Linked DNA regions of Mus musculus: region 1 is linked to region 2. The links are chromatin contacts, called in public promoter capture Hi-C maps. All regions are on one chromosome and are shown on one strand. Each heading gives the region's core, a stretch centred on a gene start, on an enhancer-like site or on the middle of the called end of the contact. The rest is flanking DNA. Distances are from core to core; before and after follow the strand shown. Region 1 holds the start of Cytip (cytohesin 1 interacting protein). Region 2 overlaps Galnt5 (polypeptide N-acetylgalactosaminyltransferase 5).

Region 1 (4,459 bases), core at 1,800-4,299, 120 kb after region 2:
CTGAAAATTAAGCTGAAGCTACAAGCTAGCCAGTTATAGCTTTGCAGAAGCCAAAGCCACAACAACAAGAAGTATGAACACTGACGTCACCCTCAGAGTAGTGAGAATAACAGCAGACAGAGGAACACCTGTTACCGCAATTGCCTCACTGAGATCCTGGTACAGACCATTCACACAGGGCCAGAGGGGTGGGCTGCTGTTTTTGTTATTGTTGTTTGCTTGTCTGTTTGTTTTTCTAAGAAATAATTAATAGGAGGCAATAATCCCTGTGGGAAATTATAAAATCTTGACATATACCTTTGTGAAGATTCACTGAAAGGGATTATAGGAGTCTATGCCCAAAATGTTTGGTTTCTTTTTGTTTTTGTTTTGTTTTTTTCCCCTTTGGGAAATAGAAAAGTAAGAAAAGGTTTCAAGGATAGGGGAAGTACATCACACAGTGTGTTTAAATGTATGAGAAGAGAAAGGGAAGAAATACAACAGGGCCCGTACATAAGTGGATGGCATAGCAAGTCTGTGTGCTCACACATTTTATATTCATAAATCCCTCTACGGTCCCCTTTAATACCCATCCAGTCCTTCTTACTGTCCTTTTCCACTTTGTACTATCTAAACTCAGGCTTAAAAGCCAGCTGTATCTCCTTGGTTCTTACTGCTGTTGATCACCAAGTCTTTACCGTTTCTCTCCATTGCCTCGTCTACTCCTTCACCAACTACAGTAAAAGTTCCTCCACCTACTTGTCTCATTTCTAGAACGAACTTCCTAAAATCCACAATATCTCAAACCAATTATTCAATGGCTATAGGTGCTGGTCAAATCATAGTTCTGAATCTGTCTATTCAACCATCTGATGATGAAAATACTCCATAGAAATGAAACACATGGCATGTTCTGTACTGAACATGTGTATGTTTCTTTTCGACCCTCAGTCTCTAAATGCTATAATGTGACAGCTACTCACATAGCAAGTGATATTGTCTTAGGTATTAGACATGGTCTTAGTAGTTTATAGGCAAATATGCTGCCATTTTATATCAGGGAGTCCAACATCTCTGGTCTTTGATTTTCAAAGATGGTAGTTTTGGAACCAATGCTCTGTGGATAGCAAGAACCAACTGCACTATTTTCTCAAGGAAACTGGCCACATGCTGTCCCTCCTCTCAACTCTCACAGGCACACACTGGATTTTCCTGACACACCAGAGTCTGTGTCCCCACATTAGGGATTCCCATGCTTAGGAAGCCTAAGACAGTTTATGGAGACATATTACATATACACCTGCTCAAACTGTCCCCTAATGCTAACCCTTCTCCAGCCCTCAGGGCTGACATATAGTTTGATTTACCTGGCAGGGACTGGCAACGTGTAAAGCCTGAGCTGAGAACAAGATCTGGAAAGATTCCCTCCGTGGTGCAGTTATTAACAGTATTTTTCCTGGTAAGTGATATATGCCGAGAACAAATAGTAGGATAGCAAATGATCAGAATTTGGTGTAATGGCTTTGTATTAAATAGAAAGAGAAACAGACTGCTCTCTGTTTAGAATCTGAGTAAACCCGTTGGCGTTTCCTGTGTTGCCCATTTATAAATCGATACAGATGTTCACCAAACTTTGTATTATAAAAACACGTTGGATTGAGAATGACAATCAACTACTAGCAAATGAGCTTCATCACTGTGGAAAATGCCAAGGAATCCACTCACCACATCAGGTCCTGACTCTCCCCTACGCTTCAACTTTGTAATGCTGAAGTTAGATGAGCTCAGAGGAGAACACAATATGCACAATGTAGTAAGCCACAAAGCTGTGTTTTAAGTCAGTTCTAAACATCTTGTGCATGACTGTTTATATAAATTCAAATACACACCTTGGACCTTATAGAAAAGTATATGATCAAAATACATAAAGTGGTATATAGTTCATTCTTATGTATTACAAATGGAAGACCAAAGATTCAGAACAAATTCACTAGACACATACTTTTCCAGTTGAGTTTTCATCTCTAAAGACATTTCATAAAAATTTTCGAACAGCCTTTATTGAGTGCTGAGTGCCCTGTACATTTCCTTACTTAAAGGGCAGAGGGTTCAAGGAAGTTGTTTCTGCTGTTACCTAATCAAGTGAATGGAGTTTAGTTTGATAGCTTCCTTTTCAGAAAGACATAATGTGAGGGGGGCAGCTACCAACTTGCTCTGTATGCCACAGCTACCAAGCAGCCCATTCACCTCCCCGAAATAGTCCTACTTCCCAATAGCCCAAGGTTCTATCATTGCTCCAGGACTGAAGAATTCACTTGGCTGACAGAGGTAGTGTTCAAGGAGAAGTCTTCTCTCGATTGTGAACTGACGGGGCCTGGAGGTAAGCCCAGAGGGAGACAATGAACAGACACACAAACGGAGGAGTGTTGATCGTGTGGGTTGTGTACCTGTAAACGACCTTCATGTTCATTGTTCTCAACAACTTTCATTTTACCTGAGCACATCTTTAAATGAAGATAAATATTTGAGTCTTACTTTAAAAAAAAAAAAAAGTGACTGTTTTTCTATCCTTCAACTGTGATACTATCTCTGGTAGACATGTCACCTCCCCCCTCACATGTACTCTCAGTCATTAACTCCTAAGTTAATTGGGTAGTAGACAGAGGTTCTCCTCAGGGAAAAGAACTCTCCTTTGAATAAGAACCGAAATGACTCCTAAGCGCGGGGAATAAGGCTGGTAGTCAAAGTTAACAGAGACACGCAGGAGCAGGTACCACTTTCAGCAGAGGTCAGGCAAACGTGAACACTCTAGACAGCGCAGCAACCTTACCTGCTTTCGTCCCCGGGGCAAAGTAGCTACAGTGTCTGCCAGCACTTGAATCCTTCGGTTGTCTTCCATCGTGAGCTGGCCCGTGAGGACGGAGTAGGAGCCGTAGGCAGAGTCAGCACAGTACTCCAAATTGCCATTGCTGCCCTGCCGCTGCAGAAACCTTTGCAGAGACATTGTGGGCAAAGATTAATCCCGCCAACACATGGTTCCCTGGCCTTGCAGGAGGGAGGAAGCGAAATGCACAGCCCTCTGACACGCAGTCGAAAAAGTAGCAAAGCCAACAGAACCCATGTGACTGCTGTGGTTTGAGACACTGTTGCACAAAGCCTATAGAGGAGGTCACTCCTACTCTCCAGTGCTCCTGAGAGAACCTTGCGTTCCTTTTCTACAATTAAAAAAAAAAAAAAAGAAAAAGAAAAAAATCAGTGTACTTTTCCTCCCTCAAACAGCCGGAACATAGAGTTTGATACTCTATGGCTACGGGTACTCAAAACAGAATTTTCCAGAGAAAGAAAAGAAAAGAAAACAACTTTGTTCAAGTTCGCTCATTTGCTTCCTACCCGTTTGCTCATTTAATATTAGCACCCCCGTGCACTTAACAGACTGTGCCCTCACTCACTCTTTTGGCTGTAAATGTCACAGGTGCTGGCCAGGTTGTTCTCTGGTAAAGTCCTTGTGGTGTTCCTCCCTCTACCTCATTAAAGTTCATCAAAAATGCATTCTGTCCCTAGAGCTGTAGCCGTTTGACATTCACCTAATTGCCTTTATGCCGCTTTATTCTTACCGCAATTACCCATCAGCTTTATAAGAACATAACGGGGAGGGGAAGGAAAGGCAGCGTATTTAGTGCAGAACATTGTTCGTATCTGGGGCTACTCATACCTACAACTTTAGGGGGGAAGAAAGCAGTGGGAAAGAAGGGGGTAGTCAAGCTGAGATAACACAGGATGGTTCCTGTGGCAGTGTGCCATCACGGTGGGGGGAGGGACTTGAAAACAGTTGCTTTTTTTATTTTTTAAATTTTGTATTTTTCAAGTAGTTGAAGATAACGGGTTTCACCCAGAAGCAGGAAAGTACGTAAAAGGCAGAATCAAAGCAAAAATAAAAAGGAGAAGTTTTAAATAGCACAGAAGTCAAACACGCACGTAAAAGTCGTTTGGAAGGTCACTACTAGAGTTTACAAGAGTTAGAAAAGCTCCGAGCTAGAATGGAATGCGTGCACTAGAACTCGAAGTGGGTTCAACCCAAGCAGAACTGGCCAAGTGTGAGTCATAAAGTCGTCAGAATTAATGAAAAGAGGAAGCCGGATCGGAGAACGGTAACGCTCTAACACAGCATGACTCCTTACTGTTGGAACTGAATAAGAATAGAAAGAAGACGATGTCCCTTAAAACATATAAAATCTAAGTTGGAGATTACAAGCACACATCCTTCTAGGGGGCAGATATGTGTAATTCAAAAGAAAGTGCTGGTAACTTTGGTAGCTTAACAATTTTTTTTTTCCTCTAGGAATTTTACAGTCAGGTAAATGTGTTAATACTTGCAAACATTGAATCAAGCCAAGTTCTATAGATGAAAACAGTAACTGTACAAATTCAGTGTTATGAGGTATTAGTCTGTAGATTGCAGACATTAATGATTGACTGGAAG
Region 2 (4,168 bases), core at 1,589-4,088:
TCAGAGCACAGTGAATGGAAGAGGGTGTGGGGCCAAGAAAAACAGAGAAAGACTACTCCTGCTGTGCTGAAGGCAAGCGCCAAGTGATTACCCTGCTCTCTCCAGCACCTGTATCCCAGTGGAGAATGGTATCTGATTTGGATGCTAAATCAGATTCCTGGGAACACTGATTCATGTGTACAAACCAGATTGCAGATCATAGTGTGGTAGACAGATCCTTTCCCAGTGATGCCCTTGGCTTGCTGAATTATTTCTTTGTCCTGATTTCATCATTGTGGCTTATATTTTCAAGCACATCCCATCGCTACATCTTATTTCCAAATTGCCCTTAGAATAGAAGGCATGTCTGTCAGTGTAAATCTTCTGTGGGTCATAAACCTGAAGCCAAGGAAACATTTTCATAATTAGGAAAGAGAGAAGATGATAAGTTTAAAGAATAAACTCAAAGAAGTAATTTTTACTTATTAGCAATTCACAGTGGAGAAAGTCATAAATTATAGAAAAACCAACTACAGAATTAGTCTAAACTTTATTAAAATATTCAATAATTTACTCCTTTAAAATGATCACCGTAGGAACTTAGCATACCTGTAAAATCAGTATTTCACTGAAAACCCAACTTCTGTTCCTGAATACCAATGAGTTGGGAAGGGGGACCAAAGTATGAATAATAGAGCCACCTCCTACCAGAAAACTCCATCACACTTTGACCCTCTTGAACCTTTTGAGCTTCTCTTGCCAGTGGCTTGTTTGAGTAATAAAAAGGACAGGAATGTAGAGGAATTTAGTTTGATTTGGGTCAGAATTGATAAGGTTTAATACTGGATTTGTGTTCATCTAAAATAACTCAAAAAAGATGAAATACTTAGCTTCACCCTCAACTCCTGTCCCTTACTTTAACTTCGAGTCTTCTTAGACTTTTACTTTTAAACTCTTTCTACGGTAATGTTCAGCTTATCTTAGTAACTATATAACCTCCTAGTCTGTTGCCATGCTTCTCAGACACTAATACCCACACAAATCACCTTGGGAGTTTGTTAAGTGAGATTGACTTACAGGGTCCATAATGGGGCTGAGTTCCAGCATTTCTCACTAGCGTCTGAGTGAGAAGATTCAGGGACTATTCTTTGAATGGCAAGACTTGCTACCTTTTCTTTAATATAGCCTTATAGTCTAAATTAAGCATTAACCTGAAGCCAGTCATAGTGACCCAGGCCTACAATTCCAGTTGTTAGAAAGATTGAGTCAAGAAAATAATGACTTTAGGGCTTTCTCAGACTACATAACAAATGCAAGGCTATTGTGGCTTACATGGTAAGCTTTGTTTCAGAATAAATTGTACAAAAAAGCATAGGACATGTAGCACAGTGATAGGACATTTGCCTCTCATGTGTAAAGTCCTTGGTTCAATGTTTAATACCGCAGATAAAAGATCCTCCAGCTACATTAGAGATGATTCATAGAGGAAAAGCATTGCAATGCTTTTTCTGTCCTGGACTTCCCTGCCTCCCTCCATGGCAAATTTCACAAGGACCAGAGCTTTAGGATAAATGAATCAACCAACCTTAAATTATTTTCAAATCACTGTCAAATTATTTTTAAGGATTGAAAACACGATTGAATTACCTGAAGTGATACTTATTTCAGACCCTGTCAACTCCTCCAGTCTGAACTTACCCTAGGAGCTGATCCTATGAATTGGGAGACATTACATGGTAGCAAGGACACATTTCAATAACTTTCCACCCATCAGAATAAGTCAATGTGAGTCCAAGTAAGAATCTGAAAGAAGAAGGTACGGTAATTTCCACTGAAGAAATCTAAGACTGGGCTTTGATCCACATAAAGCCACTGATGGATAGGGATCTTAACTGCATGGTGATTTACACATTCCAATACTGAGCACCCAGATTGCCTGTAACTCATACCACTGGAAATAACATCCATATTCAGAGATATACTTAGTGCACTAACAGCATACGCCACTTCCGGTAATATTTATTGAGAGCATACTGTATGCTAGACACATGAAAATCATTACTGAAACCCACAGTGATCGTCTTCCTCTTCAACATAACAGTGAAAAATATGACAGTGGGCAGATAGAATAATGCACATACCTCATTGGATCAGAGTTCGCATGGTCTCACCTATTGCTGATAAAAGGTTTGGCAACTTCCCCTCCCTCCGCCTGCTTACTGAATGGCCTGTCCTGTTCCCATTCCCTACAGCTTCAACAATTTAATTATACCTGGGTAAGACTTATTAAGCACGGAGAGTGGTGTGTGGCACCCATCCCTGAAAAAGGATCCCTGACACTGTACCATTGTGACAACAGAAACAACAGGCTTAAATGGCTGCACAAATCAGCATCTGCCTTCCATCCAGAACTGGTAAGCAAAACCTGTGCCATCCTTTACTACAAAGTCAACTCTTATTATTTACTACAAAGTCCACTTCCCCAGTCTGAAGCCTTAAATGCCATCAGTAACAACAGAGATAGTGTGAAGTTTCACTCAAGGGTATAAAGACCATTGTTGCCCCATTTTAATTTAATTGAATTTTGTTTGCTCTCTTTTCAAAATTTCTTTCAACTCAGTGGTTTAAATTAAAAGCACCCATTTCTTTCTGCTATACTGGTACCATCATCCTCGATTCTAGCATTCATTTAAATAAACAACAATGTCATGTGTATTTCTGAAACGTATTCCCATTGGTTATGGGAAGAGTCTAGAGGTAGAACACATGAAAAAAGTAAGACGCTGTATGCTTCCTACAAATGTTGCTGTCTAGAATGACTCCAGTTCCCCTTTCTGCCCTCGTTCTAGGAAAGGGGTCATTTCTCTAACTCCATGTGGGTCTACAGATAAGACTCTCCAGGCACTGCAGGGACAGACTAAGGGAGGGTGACTGTGGTCTCTTGCCAGCTTTGCATTTGGTGATAACACATCACTGAGAATGTTTGCACCTTCTTAAAAGCTACCCCAGTGCTGCTGCATTCAATCTCAGGATCCATTCAGTTTCGCCTAGTCCTGTTTGAAGCAAATTTGAGGTCATATGATTTGTCTAAGAATTTCGAAATGGTAGGAATAGTCTCAAGACTGTCTTCTCAAATTTCTGTCATCTCACTAGCATGCAGCCACCTAATGTCTTCCAGGCACTGGTGTTGAGGTTACAGATAGCACCTGAGCATGCCTAGGGGGAGACTGTCTTGATTATGTTAATTGGTGTGGGAAGACCTAGCTTCCTCTTGAGTGAGACTGTTCCTTAAAAGGGCTATGTGAAGGAAAGAGCTGAGGAATATATAACATTGACTTCCTACTCTCTTTTCATGAAATGTGACTAGTCTCACAAAACTCCTGTCAAACTAAGTTTGACTCTAGAAAACTCCTGGGAAACTACCCACCCATTGTGGGATGTCATCTTGAACTGTGAGCTAAAATAAACTGTTGTCCCATAAGTTGTTCTTATTGGTATTTTATCTAAGCAACAGGTATGAAAAGTCACCAAGCAATATAGAAATCATGATTCTGCCCAGAACTGACCCCAATAAAAACTTATTTTATTTTGGGGGTGCCCCATTTGTTAGGGTGTCCTTCTTTTGATGACATATTCAGATATTCTTTTTTGCTCCTAGTATAGGGCCAATCTACTCATTCTACACACACACACACACACACACACACACACACACACACATATATATGATATATATGATAGATAGATAGACAGATAGACAGACAGACAGACAGACAGACAGACAGACAGACAGACAGACAGATAGATAGATAGATAGATAGATAGATAGATAGATAGATAGACAGACAGACAGACAGACAGATAGATAGATGATTCTGATTATTTTCAGTTAATAGTACCAAATAGAGAATGATTAATGTATAAACCTCTATTTTTGTCTTTCACGTTTGAGAAAATGTCATGAATATCTGTCAACTAAATTACATCCCAACTCCTACTTCCTTAACATCCTGAACTGAAGGAGGAAACAAAGGGGCCAGAAGGAAAGGGGGACAGTGGGAACATTCTTTGTGTGCACAGTGAATGTTGGACAGGATTTACAGTGTGGTAATATGTAAGAATAAGTCTTACACAGGAAGCGGATTAGGAAGAAGTAAGGAACTAAGATAACAGAAACCAGGAATCTGTG

The links. Promoter capture Hi-C pulls out the DNA fragments that hold promoters and counts their contacts.
Region 1: a contact with region 2 is called in a promoter capture Hi-C map of the HPC-7 cell line. The contact joins the promoter of Cytip here to the enhancer-like site in region 2. A contact is called at or near these places in 6 of 39 promoter capture datasets (the C10 cell line, the HPC-7 cell line, HPC-7-derived erythroid cells and 4 more), 1 of 15 datasets of contacts at CTCF or cohesin (CD8 T cells), 6 of 484 Hi-C or Micro-C datasets (LSK cells, Sertoli cells, Th2 cells and 3 more), 5 of 115 datasets of contacts at active chromatin or transcription factors (the 230-238 cell line, CD8 T cells, bone marrow-derived macrophages and 2 more) and 2 of 9 other capture datasets (adipose tissue and liver).

Annotation. Positions count from the first base shown.
Region 1 is chr2:58,157,073-58,161,531 of GRCm38.p6, forward strand. It overlaps Cytip (cytohesin 1 interacting protein), which reads right to left and starts at 3,050. Exons shown (of 8, transcript NM_139200.4): 1 at 2,810-3,050. The coding sequence starts at 2,983.
Region 2 is chr2:58,032,968-58,037,135 of GRCm38.p6, forward strand. It overlaps Galnt5 (polypeptide N-acetylgalactosaminyltransferase 5), which reads left to right. Exons shown (of 10, transcript NM_172855.3): 9 at 2,232-2,393. Among named protein-coding and RNA genes, the nearest start is that of Ermn, 18 kb to the right of the region's middle. Within about 2 kb of position 2,839, at least 7 of the 459 cell types and tissues checked have an H3K27ac peak or open chromatin away from gene starts, as enhancers often do. A contact at or near this core is called in the HPC-7 cell line and megakaryocyte progenitors, where this site is marked.